Regions from separate parts of the Mus musculus genome. Here region 2 is linked to region 1. Evidence: chromatin contacts called from public promoter capture Hi-C data. All regions are on one chromosome and are shown on one strand. The core of a region is the stretch at or near the end of the contact, and the rest is flanking DNA. Distances in the headings are between cores, read along the strand shown. Region 1 holds the start of Lpxn (leupaxin). Region 2 holds the start of Ostf1 (osteoclast stimulating factor 1).

Evidence for each region. Promoter capture Hi-C pulls out the DNA fragments that hold promoters and counts their contacts.
Region 2: a contact with region 1 is called in a promoter capture Hi-C map of pre-B cells. A contact is called at or near these places in 1 of 39 promoter capture datasets (pre-B cells) and 1 of 484 Hi-C or Micro-C datasets (B cells).

What each region holds. Positions count from the first base shown.
Region 1 is chr19:12,794,686-12,801,062 of GRCm38.p6, reverse strand. It overlaps Lpxn (leupaxin), which reads right to left and starts at 2,484. Exons shown (of 9, transcript NM_134152.4): 1 at 2,384-2,484. The coding sequence starts at 2,396. It overlaps Zfp91 (zinc finger protein 91), which reads left to right and starts at 4,940. Exons shown (of 11, transcript NM_053009.3): 1 at 4,940-6,079. The coding sequence starts at 5,730. It overlaps Gm44505 (predicted readthrough transcript (NMD candidate), 44505), which reads left to right and starts at 4,940. Exons shown (of 13, transcript NR_024093.1): 1 at 4,940-6,079.
Region 2 is chr19:18,626,845-18,633,069 of GRCm38.p6, reverse strand. It overlaps Ostf1 (osteoclast stimulating factor 1), which reads left to right and starts at 1,257. Exons shown (of 10, transcript NM_017375.3): 1 at 1,257-1,450. The coding sequence starts at 1,417. It overlaps Nmrk1 (nicotinamide riboside kinase 1), which reads right to left and starts at 1,054. Exons shown (of 9, transcript NM_145497.2): 1 at 989-1,054.

The DNA of each region.
Region 1 (6,377 bases), core at 1,235-3,734:
AGGAAATATTTGCCCACTTGAGCCAGCCTGTCCTTGATAAAATTTCTACACAAGTAGAAAGAGAAATCCACCCCAAGTCTTGGGTTTGGATTTTAGTCCTGTTGCTGTTTGTTAAGGCAGGGTCTCATTCTAGCCCAAGCTGACCTGGAACTAACAAGGTAGCCCAGGCTGACCTTACACTGTGGCCAGTCATTCAACCTAGTCTCAAGTGCTGGCTGGGATCGTGGGTACAAACTACTGTGCCTGGCAGACACTACCTGCCTTTTGTTTCATTTTGGTTTTTGAGACAGGGCCTCAGTACATAGCCCTTGTTGGGCTACAACTTGCTATGTAACATAAACCAGACTGGCCTCAATTCATAGAGATCTATCTGCTTCTGCCTTCCATGTCTGACTTTTTAAAGATAGGATCGTACATAGATAGCCTAGGCTGGCCTCAAATTTTCCATACAAACAAAAATAACCATTAGTTTTTGATCCTCCTGCTTCCACCTCTGGAGCATAAGGATTGAAGGCAAGCAACACTACATTCCATGCAAATTGTTACAATTTGAAGAGACCATTGAGGGGTAACTACTAGCAGTTTATTAACCTGTAGCAAATTGGATTATCTACAGTCAGCTTCCAAAGTTGCTTATTTTCTACATTTCTGAAAAAGATTTCCTTAACAACTATGCTACTCAGAAATTCTTTAAACTATACATTTTTTTAAAATGTATTACTACACTGGCCACCAGAACAAATACACTTCTAATATAAAAGAACAACCTGTAACATTACCATTTAATTGTACTTAGTGTCAGGTGCTCCTGAGAGTGAACAAGATATTTTGGGTTTTCATTATTTAAAGAAAAACAATAATACCTATTTCAGAAAACTGCTGCAAACACTAAACTTATTTACAGATTTTAAGTTTTCCCAATATTAATTGCCCTTTAACTTTTTGAACTAATATTGAATTAAATGTAGAATGTACTTTGATATTGTGATTAAGGCTGTATTTTGGACTTTGATATAGAACCCAATTCTTTTTTATATAATATTGGTTACTTATTCTTTGAGAATTTGATGTGTGTGACCTATAAAATAAAGCAAAACTAAGATCCTACCTGAAAAAAAATGGTAAAACTCGATGAAGAAATGCAAATTTCCTCCAATACCCACACAGGATATGCATTCATCAAATTCTCAAAGAATAAATAATCAATATTATATAGAAAAGAATCTGGATTCTATACCAAAGTCCAAGATACAGCATTAACCACAATATTGAACTACATTTTACTGACAAAACAGTTAAGGATTTATTTAAAACACCCTTTTTTCCCTCAATAATTTCTATTCTCTTCTTTGTTCCTCTGTTTCTCCAGTTCTTAAAACACAACCCCAATAATTATTTTTAATGACAATGTACAAGCTTTGCATCTTATTATTGTTGGAAGTTTTTGCATAGCTACAAACACAATGTGGAATTAATACAGCTTGAAAAGTGGGTAAAAGTAACTTTGTGTAGCGATAACAAAAATAAATAGGTGATACAGATAGATGGATGGATGGATGGATGGATGGATGGATGGATGGATGGAAGGACAGATGGGCAGGCAGGCAGACAGGGAGGTATGTAGATGATAAAAAGTTGCCAAGGTATATGAAATGAGCCCCAAGGAGACAGACTTTACAGCTCCAGGCTTTTTGACCTAGGTTTCTCTGGACACAGTAGCCCAGCGGCACTTCTACTGACGTTTTCATTACCTCAGAGTGAAAGGATGGACTGTTTTTCTTGAGAAGCAATCTGCTCCTTCAAGATTTCTCTAAATAAAAAGCAACAAAACCTACTACAGTGATGGTCTACCTGTAGTCTAACAGTAAACTACAGAGAAATGAAAGCACTCTGGCCCTTTTGCAATCTCTACAGACCCTTTACACTGCTCGGTCATTTCACTGTCCTTGCACTATCCTCCCTTTCTCCTGGTTTCCTTTTCTTTCTTCTCTCCTTCCCTTCCTTCATTTAATGTCTTCTTCCTTTCCCATCCTTTTTTTTTTTTCTTCCAGTATCATATCTCCAAGCTGTAGAGCTGCCCTATGACCTCCAGTAGCTGCCAAGGGAAAAGGCACTTTCAATTACAATTCCTTCTGTTTCTTTGGCTGTCTGGTCTCAACGCTCTGCCAACTGTGCCGCTGCAAACAGCAACCCCATAGCTCCCCCAACAATGATAGTTCCTCCTGCCTCACTCTTGTTTGAATTGAGGACAGAAGTGAAAACAAAAATCTTTCAGTCCTATCCTCAGTTTGACTAGACCACACTTCATCATTACAGATGGGGATGGATGGCAGCCAGGCCCCCACTTCCTTAGAGCATCTTCTCCAAAGGCCCCTTCACTCACCCAGCTCTTCCATTGTCCTATACCTGCGATGCTCTAGTCTCGAAGATTGTGAAGAACTTTGTTGGCATGTGGTGAAGAAGAGGACCACAACGGAACTGAATGAGACAGTGCGAAGCAGCCTCTGTGACCCCTTTTGGTTCCTGTATTTGCTTAGCACTTCCTCACTTTTGATTTGCTGAATACTTTTTCTTTTCTAGTAGCTCAGGGTTTTTTTTTTGTTTTGTTTTGTTTTGTTTTTTGGTTTGTTTTTTTTTTGGGGGGGGGTTTTATATGTTTGTTTGTTGTTTTAATTGTGCTAACAGAAAAAGGCAGGTTGTGCAAGATTGAAGTTTTGATGCTACATTGGCCAAGGTGGCTATAAAAATTGAAAGTTAATTCTTTTTTTAATTTAAACACCTACTGTATTCAAGGGCTTATCTTGAACACACATAGAAATTTTAGGCTTATACTTAAAGAGTTTTCCAAGTTTAAGTTTCCCATTGCCCACTGCAGGCTATTTTCTGTCTCCTTCCTTTTCTTTCCTTCTCTTCCTCCTCCTTTTCCTATAAAACTAGAAGACCATGGAAGTACAGGTCCTTTCTTAAAATTTCTGATTAAATAGCATCAACTTCATTTCACTATTTGTACTTACTTAGTACAGCTGACCTCACTTCCCATACAAACTGTGATTTTTTAAAACAGACGTTTTAATAATTGTGTGTGTGTGTGTGCTCATGTAGGCATTCATAAGTTGTAAGAGTAAGAAAGCGCTCTCCTTGTACCACTGGGGTCCCACAGATGAAATTCATCAGACTTTTCAGCAAAGTGCCTTTATCTGCTAAGCAATCTCACTGGCCCAGATTATAGATTCTTTAAAGTTGAAGAGAAGTGGGTTCACTTTTGAATTCTCTGATCCTGGTTTATCCAGTTATTCAACATTCAAACGTCTACAGAATAAGGAAGAATCAATTGAGAAGATTTAAGATACTGGGTACTAAGCTTCCAGAATCTGAATTACAATTCCTGCTCAGTTCACAATTTCTCCAAAAAGGTGAGAGAGGTAGATTTTTATCTTATTGTGCCTTTGTTCATCTCAAAAGGAAACAAACAAACAACAAACGCATTTAACAGAAAATTGCCTAGAAAAGGCAGTATATAAAGAACTATAAGTATGGCCCTGTGAAGTGGGTTTTGTCCCAGTGTTTACCAAGAGACTAACAGGAATAGGGAGTAATAACTGGCTAGAAGAATAGAATAAAGGGATAGTTTTGTAATGATCATCTTTTAAAAGGAACAAGTCATTCATTTTACTAAAACCTTTTTTAAGAGGCTCGCTTTTTGTATTACTTTAAGCAGCCATTGGATGTCAGTGCTGTTCCAAACGTGCTCATTGCAAACAGCGCTAGAAAATTCATTCCTACTGATACCGTCGGGTTTTAGAACTGAAAAGGACACTAATCCTTTGAAAGCGCAAAACTCGGTAGACTATAAAACATTTGCCTTATCTGTGTGGCAAATGAGCCAGATGCTGGGAGGAAAAGAAGAAAGAAAAATGAACTTCTTTAAAAGTCTAAAATTTAATGGCTAATATAAAATTCTGAATCAGATTTCCAAACTTTGTATCTTTCCATACTGTTGTGTAGATTTTAACTTAAGACGTTTGCATCTTCGAAGTGTAAGGAGTCTCCTTGAAAGTCGTTTCCTGGTTGCAATGTGTAAAAGGCAACCCAAGGAATGCAAACAATGTTTAAGAGGGAAAGAAATGCATACAAACGTATAAGAGGCTGCATTACCACCAGTTGCGGTTTGAACGATTGGAAAGCCCCCTTTCCCCATCAGGAAGGTACTTAGCTGTAAACGCTAGTCAGAGCTGCTATTATGACTGTGTTTCCTGTGCCGCAGAAACATCTACAGACCGCAAAGGCATTCAGCCTCGGGGTGGAGAACGTGAGCGACAGCTAACTTATCCACAAAAAAATCAGTGAGTCACGCTAACCGGCTCTCCAGCTCCAGCACCACAGCCAACGGCAATTCCGTGGCGCCCCATCCCTACCAGGAAACAACTTTACACTTCGTCCTACACGTTTTATTAAAATTAAGTTGACAGACGCAGAACGAGTCCCTAACCTCCTGGGCTTCACAAGTGAGAGGCTCAACACAAGATGGAGGAATAAAAAGGAGCGTAGCTAACAGGTCGCAGAGGAGGCGTCAAATGACCAGACCGAAGTAAGTAAAGACTATGACGAGGGCACTTCGGAGCACTTACACAAAAAAAGATTAAAAGAAGTAGGATTCTCTCCCAGGGACCCCTAGCCTGTAATTGGCTCAATATTTTTGCCAGTTGTACGCAGGCGTCGCGACCTAACCCGGAAGCAATGCCTCGCTAAAACGTAATCTCAGACCTCAGATAGACGCTCCCAGCCTTCCCTCTGCCTCTAGTTTCCCATGATTTCTCTGGAAGCGCAGAGTAAATAGGACTACGTCTCCCAGAGTGCCCTCGGCGAAGTTGGCCCTGCGCGTGCGCCTCACGACTATCCCGCGCTGTCCCCTCGGCCCCGCCTCTATCCTATCGCCGCCATTTTTTCAGAGACTTTCATCCGGCAACGGACAGGGCCTTTTTTTTCTTAAAGGAGAAGCTGCAACTCAAATAATTTACCACTTCTCCCCTCGAGAGCTGGCGGCGCTGGGGACAGAAAGGCCAGAGCAGGAAGGTGGGGGTCTGGGTGGAGGCGGGATAACGTCCAGGCTACTTCTTAGGCTAGTAAGAACCCTTGAGGGGACAGCGGCGCCTCCGGGAGGCAGGTGCGCGCGCAGCCGGCAGGGGGGTGCGCGCGCGGCTGAGAACGGTGCGTTTTGTCCTCGCCTCCGCCCTCGCCAGCCCTGCCCCTCCCACCGCCCCTAGCTTGAGCCGAACTCCAAAGTGGGGGGGGAGAAAGGTCACTTTGGGATTGTCGCGAGACGCAGCCGTTTAACGGTGAGAACGGGCGCGCGGGCAAGGAAACCTCGCGCTCTCCCTCGGAGCCGTTTCCTGATTGGTTGGAGGAAGGGGTGGGGGAGGGCACCGAGTGCGCTGCTGCGTGTGAGACCGCGAGGGGCCGGGCCAGGGGGGCCGATCCTCCCCTCCGATTGGCCCGCTGCGTGTCCGTCCGGGTGCGCGCGTGCGCGCCGCCGGCGGTCGCTGGCTTGAGTGGCAGGGGGCGGGTGGGGGGGGGCGCCCTCGGAACGGGCGGAGGGGCGGGGGGGAGAGAGGCGCTCCGGAGTGAGGGAGCCGGACGCTCCGGGAGCCGAGGGGGGCGGGGGGAGCTGCGCCGCGGGCGCCGCCGCCTCCACCGCCTGGGACGCAGGGGTGGGGGACGGACGAGCCCCGATGCCGGGGGAGACGGAGGAGCCGCGATCCCCGGAGCAGCAGGACCAGGAAGGGGGCCCAGCAGCGGCGGCCGACGCGGCTTCGGAGGAGCTCCGGCCCGGCGCGGCGGCGGCGCCGGCGGCGCCTGCAGAGACCGCGAGCAGCCGCGTGCTGAGGGGAGGTCGGGACCGCGGCCGGACCGCTGCGGCCGCCGCCGCCGCCGCTGCCGCTGTGTCCCGCCGGAGAAAGGCCGAGTATCCCCGCCGGCGGAGGAGCAGCCCCAGCAACAGGCCTCCCGACGGCCCAGGGCATCAGCCCGCGGCCGCGAAGCCCCCGTCTCCTGCTCAGGGCAAGAAGAGTCCGCGACTCCAGTGAGTAACAGTCTTTGAAGCGTTGGGGAAGACCCCCCTCTAGTTCTCTCTCCCCTCCCGGCTCCCGTAGCGCCCGCTCCACGTGACACCCTGCTTGCTCTGCCCCCTGCCGGCTCGGCACGCCAGATGTCACGCCGCTGGCGGCCGGGCTCCGGCTGCTTCACTGCCTGTGGCCGCCAGCCCACGCCCGAAGTCGCCCAGTGCAGGCTGCACGCCCTCTGCCTCCCGCCTGCTCGGTCCTCACTCTGGCTTCTGCACCCCCTTTGTCAGCCTATCGCTTCCAGTGTTACATCACATC
Region 2 (6,225 bases), core at 8-2,507, 5.8 Mb before region 1:
TGAACCCTTTTGGTAAGCAGAAATCCCCCACAGGTAGAGTTCCTGGTAAGCAAGGCCTGGGGGCATAGCCATGACCAAGCTCCTGCTAACCTTTGCCCCTTGAAGTTTCAGTCACTTTTTTCCCCGTAAATTAACCTTCAATAGACATGTTGAAGGTCCATTTTGTGGAGGTTCTTTTTTAAAAAGTTGCTTTCTTACATTTGTATCTAGGTTGCGGTGCATGTGTGTGGGCAGGTGCATGCCATGGTTCACCACAGAACACATGCTCAGGTCATAGGTCTCCTGGGAGTTCTCTTTCCAAAGTGTGGGTGCTAGAGGCTGAACTCTGCTCATCAGGTTTGGCAGCAGGGGCAGCTGGACCATTGTGCTGACCCTGTAGTTTCTTACATAACCAGTATTTTCATTTTTATTACCCCTAATATACAATAGGCATATAATATTGACTGTGACATTGTGAGTTTACTTATGTGTGAACATAAACTCTCGTGTTGGGCAACTTGTATAAAGTACCAGCCAGTAGTATAGTTTTGACTTCGCGGGTAACTATTCAACTCTGAAATTGTAATAAGAAAGCCAATGCATAAGCAAACGAGCATGCTGTGTTCTAATAAAATTTTATGGTCACGGAAATCTAAGTTTCCCCTAACTTTCGTGTGCCACAAAATACTATGCTTTTGTCTCAGCTATTTAAAAAACGCCAAAAGCACTGTTAGAAGTCTTTATAAAAGCCAGGCAGCAAGTGGGTTGGAGTTTGTTAACCAGATGCTGTAGAAAAAGCTGTCCTGTCCCGTGGGGGATCAAGACCCGATTCTCCAGCTAGCAAATGTGGGGTCTCCTACAGCTAGCAGTGTCTAGTTGCTTTTTAGGAGCATCTAAGTCCCACCGCGGTTTCCCTAGACACGATCAGGTTCCTGGTACATACAGCGAAGGAGACTCTTGAAGATTCCCAGGCCTCGCCGTGTGTACGCAGCAGGCAGTGGGTACTCACCGAAGCGGGTTCGAATCCTTCCCAGCAGGGTCGCAGAGCAAGCTTCAAGAGCGTTTCATGCCTACCACTGCCCGGTGCTCACCTAGGCAGCGAAGTCCACTGCGCTTTCATAGCCTCCCCTACGCAGGGCCTGAGGGCGTGGCTACTGTAAAGCTCCTCCCCCAAGAGAAAGGCGGGGCTCCGGCGTGCCGGAGCAGGCTGGACCTCTGAGGTTCGGCCGGGCTCCCCGCCGCAGCCAATCAGCAGCCGGCGAGGCGCGGCCACTTCCTGGTGGGAAGGCCGGGCTGTCTGCGGAGCTCGCTGGTCCGAGTGTCCCGCATCGGGTTGCGCGCGGATCCGGAGCGGCCGCGGCCAGCGCAGGCTTGGCGCCCAGTTCTCGTGTGCGTGTGGGGCTCCCGCGGCTGAGCCTGGTCGCTCCGTGTAGCGCCATGTCCAAGCCACCTCCCAAACCGGTCAAACCAGGTAAGAGTGGTGTGCGCTGCGCGTGCGGGTCTCCAGGCTGCGGGACCCGGTGCTCGAGTTCCCGAGGAGCGTCCTCGGACTCTGTCCACACGGCTCGCCAGGACGTTCTAGCGGTGTGGTGGCAGCACCTCGGTCGCGGCCACTTCCTCATATTTCGCCCTGTCGCTGTCAAGTTGGAGTTCTTGACCGGCAGGCGAACGGGAAGTGCGCTGCGGCTGGGTGGGGTTTGCGCCCGGGCTGGAGCGGGCCAGGGACCCGAGGTCTCCCGGGAGCTTTGGAGAGCTGCTCGGGCGCTGCCAGCGGGACAGCCGGGCTGCAACCCTCTCGGCTCCTAGCTTTAGGCAGTGTCGCTCTGTCATGCATCCTAGTGTTTTTGCTTAGGGTGACTCTCGCGAACTAAACTGGAGAGAGTACGAAGTTCCTCAAAGCAGTTTTCTTGACCGCCCTTCCTGGTTCACTTTTAAAAACGTTGTTCTTAGAGTGTTTTCTGTGATATGGAGAAACGAGACTAAATAAACTCGTGGGAATTTTCATTTGGATAGGGAATTGACAGGGATCGTAAAAAAATGGGAGATGAATGTTTGATGAATTCCCAGACCCCTTTTCCTAATCTCCTGCAGCTTTGGTATTACAAAGGCTGAAAGCCATTTACATCAACTTTTATAGCTGCTTATGCTGCTGCTTCAGTGATTTTTTTTTTTTTTTTTTTTTGCCCTTGAGGTTGTTTTATTGGTTTTGCTTTGCTTGTTTGTTTGTTTTACTAAAGTGACAGTCACTTCAACTTCAATAATTATCCAGTTTCCTTCTTTTGTGGCAGCATCAAGCCCCTGACTTTGAAAATAATGCACACATATTTGTGAAACAGGCATTCGCTGTCGACGTAAATTCTGTAGGGCCGGAATATGAAGGAAGTGGCTCAGACTGGCTTTGGCCTGAGCAGAGGCTGGGCGGGTGCTGGTTGAGGCTGCCCTCGACGTGAAATCTGAGAAGTTTGCAATTTGCAATTTAGATGCGGATGTATGAGGTGGCAGTTTTGTAAACTCTGCTGTAAGTCAGTAAGTACCTCGAGGGTCCAACTAAGCTGAGTTCTTTGATGGCTGAACAAAGCTCTTGATTTTGAAGAATGTGCCGAGAATCGGTTCGTGAAGTTTTTCATTCCCCCAGACACAGTAAAAGTGAAGTCAGTGTTGAGTCTGTGAGTGTTGGCAGGAGCCTGCCCCTGTGTACGTGATTGTGAACTTGTGTGTTCATGCACCCTTGGGTGTGGTTTAGGACCCAGCCTGTTACTAAGTCGAGGTTTGCTCTGGGAACCAGTTTTGTTGTTTACATCTCTGCCTTTTCCTCTCCAGCAAACCAGAAAACACATGGCTAAACATTTTTACTATTTAGAGAGAACTTTGACTTCACTTTGGATTTATAAGTGAGGCCCAAACATAGAGTTGCCATGAAAGTCGGTTTATTTACCTAGTAATGGATAATGAGAAATATTAGTGTCAGTAGGACTTAAGCTTTGTGCTTGCTTACTTGAAAACAGAAAGTTTTATTTTCATACTGTCCCACATGTACTGTGTGCTAGGCGCTTGTCTAGTCACACATACGTGTTTGAATTCATTCACTTCTCAGTAACCTACCAGGTCAGTAACTGTTTTTTTATTCCCAGTGTCCAGGGGGAGTAGGCACAACAAGTTAACTCATCTCCTCTCAGCAATGGGGTGGTGATGTATGGGTCATAGAGGAGTGCAACTCAGATGTTTGACTCCAGGATTTGTGCTTTGCTCCTGTGTGAGGAGCCCTGAATATTTTACAACTGGATAGGAATCTCAAAGAACCAGGTTTCTGGCCCCCAGCCAGACTGCTTTATGCACAGCCATGCTGAACACCCCTGGTTAGGGTACAGCAGGTGTACTGTGCTTTCTTCCCTTGGCAAGTCACGGGGATGAAGGTCTCCAAAGAAGCTGGGCATTCCTGAGACTATATCTAAGTTTTAATTTGTCACTTGCTGCTTTGTTTACACCCTCTCTCTTCTCCAAAATATTTCTAAACATTCAAATTATCAGAGAGAGTTGGGGGAGAGGGAGAAGACAAAGGCTTGGGGCAGAGAGGGAAGAATAGTAAAAAAGGAAAAGAAAAGTAAGCTGGTATACAGGTCCTAGGCTCCTGTAGAGTTACCGAAAAGGGGAGGTCCTGTGATTCTCTGCCTCATGCAGACAGATGAAAGACCACCAGCAAGGCCTGCAGTGCTCAGGAAACTAACATGTGCTGTTTCTAATGGCACTGAGATCTGAGACAGAAATTCCCACAGACTCTCTTCCTGTGTTAGGCAGGTTTTCTGTAGCAGTGGAGTAAGACCACATTGCTCCTAATTTAAAGGGCAACACTGAGAAGACAGGAGCCAGATGGAGAGGCAGAGAAGGGCAGAGGACTTACTGTAAGAGTCTAGAGGCATGGCTTACTTAGTTGTTTGTTTGTTTGTTTTCTGTTGCAATTTAAAAGATCAAGGATTTCATTTGCCGCACAGTGCGTGAGTGTACTCTACCACAGCAGGAAACTTCTGGATACAGCAAGCCACATGACCTCTGCAGTCCAGGAGAGAGAAGGATGTATGCTCCCACTCAGATAGCATCCTCCTTTTTATCCAGATGGAGTACTCAAACCAGGATGGTGCGGCCCTTGTTTAGGATCAGTGTTTACAACTCAGTTAACCTAATCAATGTAATCCCTCCAGGCATTTTTCCCCCAATTTTTTATTATGTATTTTCTTCATTTACATTTCAAATGCTATCCTGAAAGTCCCCTATACCCCACCCCTACCCTGCTCCCCTACCCACCCACTCCCACTTCTTGGCCCTGGTGTTCCCCTGTACTGGGGCATATAAAGTTTGCAAGACCAAGGGGCCTCTCTTCCCAATGATGGCCAACTAGGCCATCTTCTGCTACGTATACAGCTAGAGACACGAGCTCTGGGGATACCAAAATACCCATGGAAGGAGTTACAGAGACAAAGTTTGGAGCTGAGACGAAAGGATGGACCATCCAGAGACTGCCCCACCCGGGGATCCATCCCATAATCAGCCACCAAAAGCAGACACTATTGCATATGCCAGCAAGATTTTGCTGAAAGGACCCTGACATAGCTGTCTCTTGTTAGGCTATGCCAAGTGCCTGGCAAACACAGAAGTGGATGCTCACAGTCATCTATTGGATGGAATACAGGGCCCCCAATGGAGGAGCTAGAGAAAGTACCCAAGGTGCTGAAGGGGTCTGCAACCCTATAGGTGGAACAATAATATGAACTAACCCCTCCATGCATTCTTTTTTTTTTTTTTGGTTTGGTTTTTCGAGACAGGGTTTCTCTGTGTAGCCCTGGCTGTCCTGGAACTCACTTTGTAAACCAGGCTGGCCTCGAACTCAGAAATCCACCTGCCTCTGCCTCCCGAGTGCTGGGATTAAAGGCGTGGGCCACCACGCCCGGCTTCCCTCCAGGCATTCTTAAAGGCTGACTTACTCTAGATGATCCTCATGGGTAAATCTGGACGCTTGTCCCCTGTGTGGTTCCATAGCCTATGTCAGTGTGAAGCGTCACAGATAGCAAGGGACATTAAACAACAAAGCAATGATGCATCTTTCAGGCTAAGCAGCCTGCACCCAACAAGGGGCCATTGGTGGTAGGAGGCAGCCCAGGCAAATTCTGGTAGATCTTGAAAGGAGAGACCTCTCCCCCATTTCCCCTCCCCACAACAAGAGTTGGGGGAGAAGGGGAGCATTCAGAATTGCCCTGTAGACATTTCTTTTTTTCTTTTCTGCTTTCTTCTTCCCTTGCTTCTGCTTGCTTCTATCTGTTTCTTTTTGAGACAGAGTCTCCCTGTCTAGCTCTAGCTGGTCTGGAACTTACTGTGTATAGCCCAGGCTTGCCTGGATGGAATACACTGAGCTCAGTCTGCCTCTGCCTCCTGGGTGCAGAGATCAGATGCTTTCGCAACCCTCCTCTGTGTCTGGTTTAGACCTTCCGTAATATAGCTTGTATGTTAGGCCTTGCACCGGGCTCTGGGATTTCCCAGGAGCTGTCAGATGAAGCTCCATCCTTACTTGTTTATGTATCTACAATTGTCCTTAGTTTATGTATCTACAATTCGATGTCTGATTATTCTCATTTAATTGTTTAATCTTGTAATTAAAAAAAAAGAAAAAGATAAAACAAAACAAACCATGAAGAGTGGTACATGTCTGTAGTTATTCATGCCTGGTTATTCAGCATGCAGCACCTACCTCACAAAACAAAACATAATAATAAAATATACATTCTGTTTTAGAGTATTGACAAATAATCACTGTTCCTGCAAATCAGTTTTTATTATAAAAAGAAGATAGAAGCAGTTATCTTCAGAATGCCGCCCTGGTGTCAGATTGAGTTGTCGTGCTGTGGCTGGGATTTGTTTCCATTCTGTTTTGTCTGTAATATGCTTGAAACATCATTTCAATCACAGTTTGCGCCTTCCTTGTGTGGCATTTTATCTTTTATGGCATCATTTTTGGCCCCTGAAGGTTGAAGGTTTGTCTCTGAAACCCTCCGCTACTCATTAGATACGGCACATAGGATCAGTCTTTAGTACATGGGCCATCCTGCCCTTCAGATCTCTACGGACTCTCAGTATGTCTAGAGTGCTTTTATGAGATTTTCAGCCATGTTTGCAATGCAAGGAGAGTAGCTCTACCCAGCTGGTCAGTGTACAGGAGAGAATTTTGTTCTCATAGACACTTTTTGAGAAATTCGATGC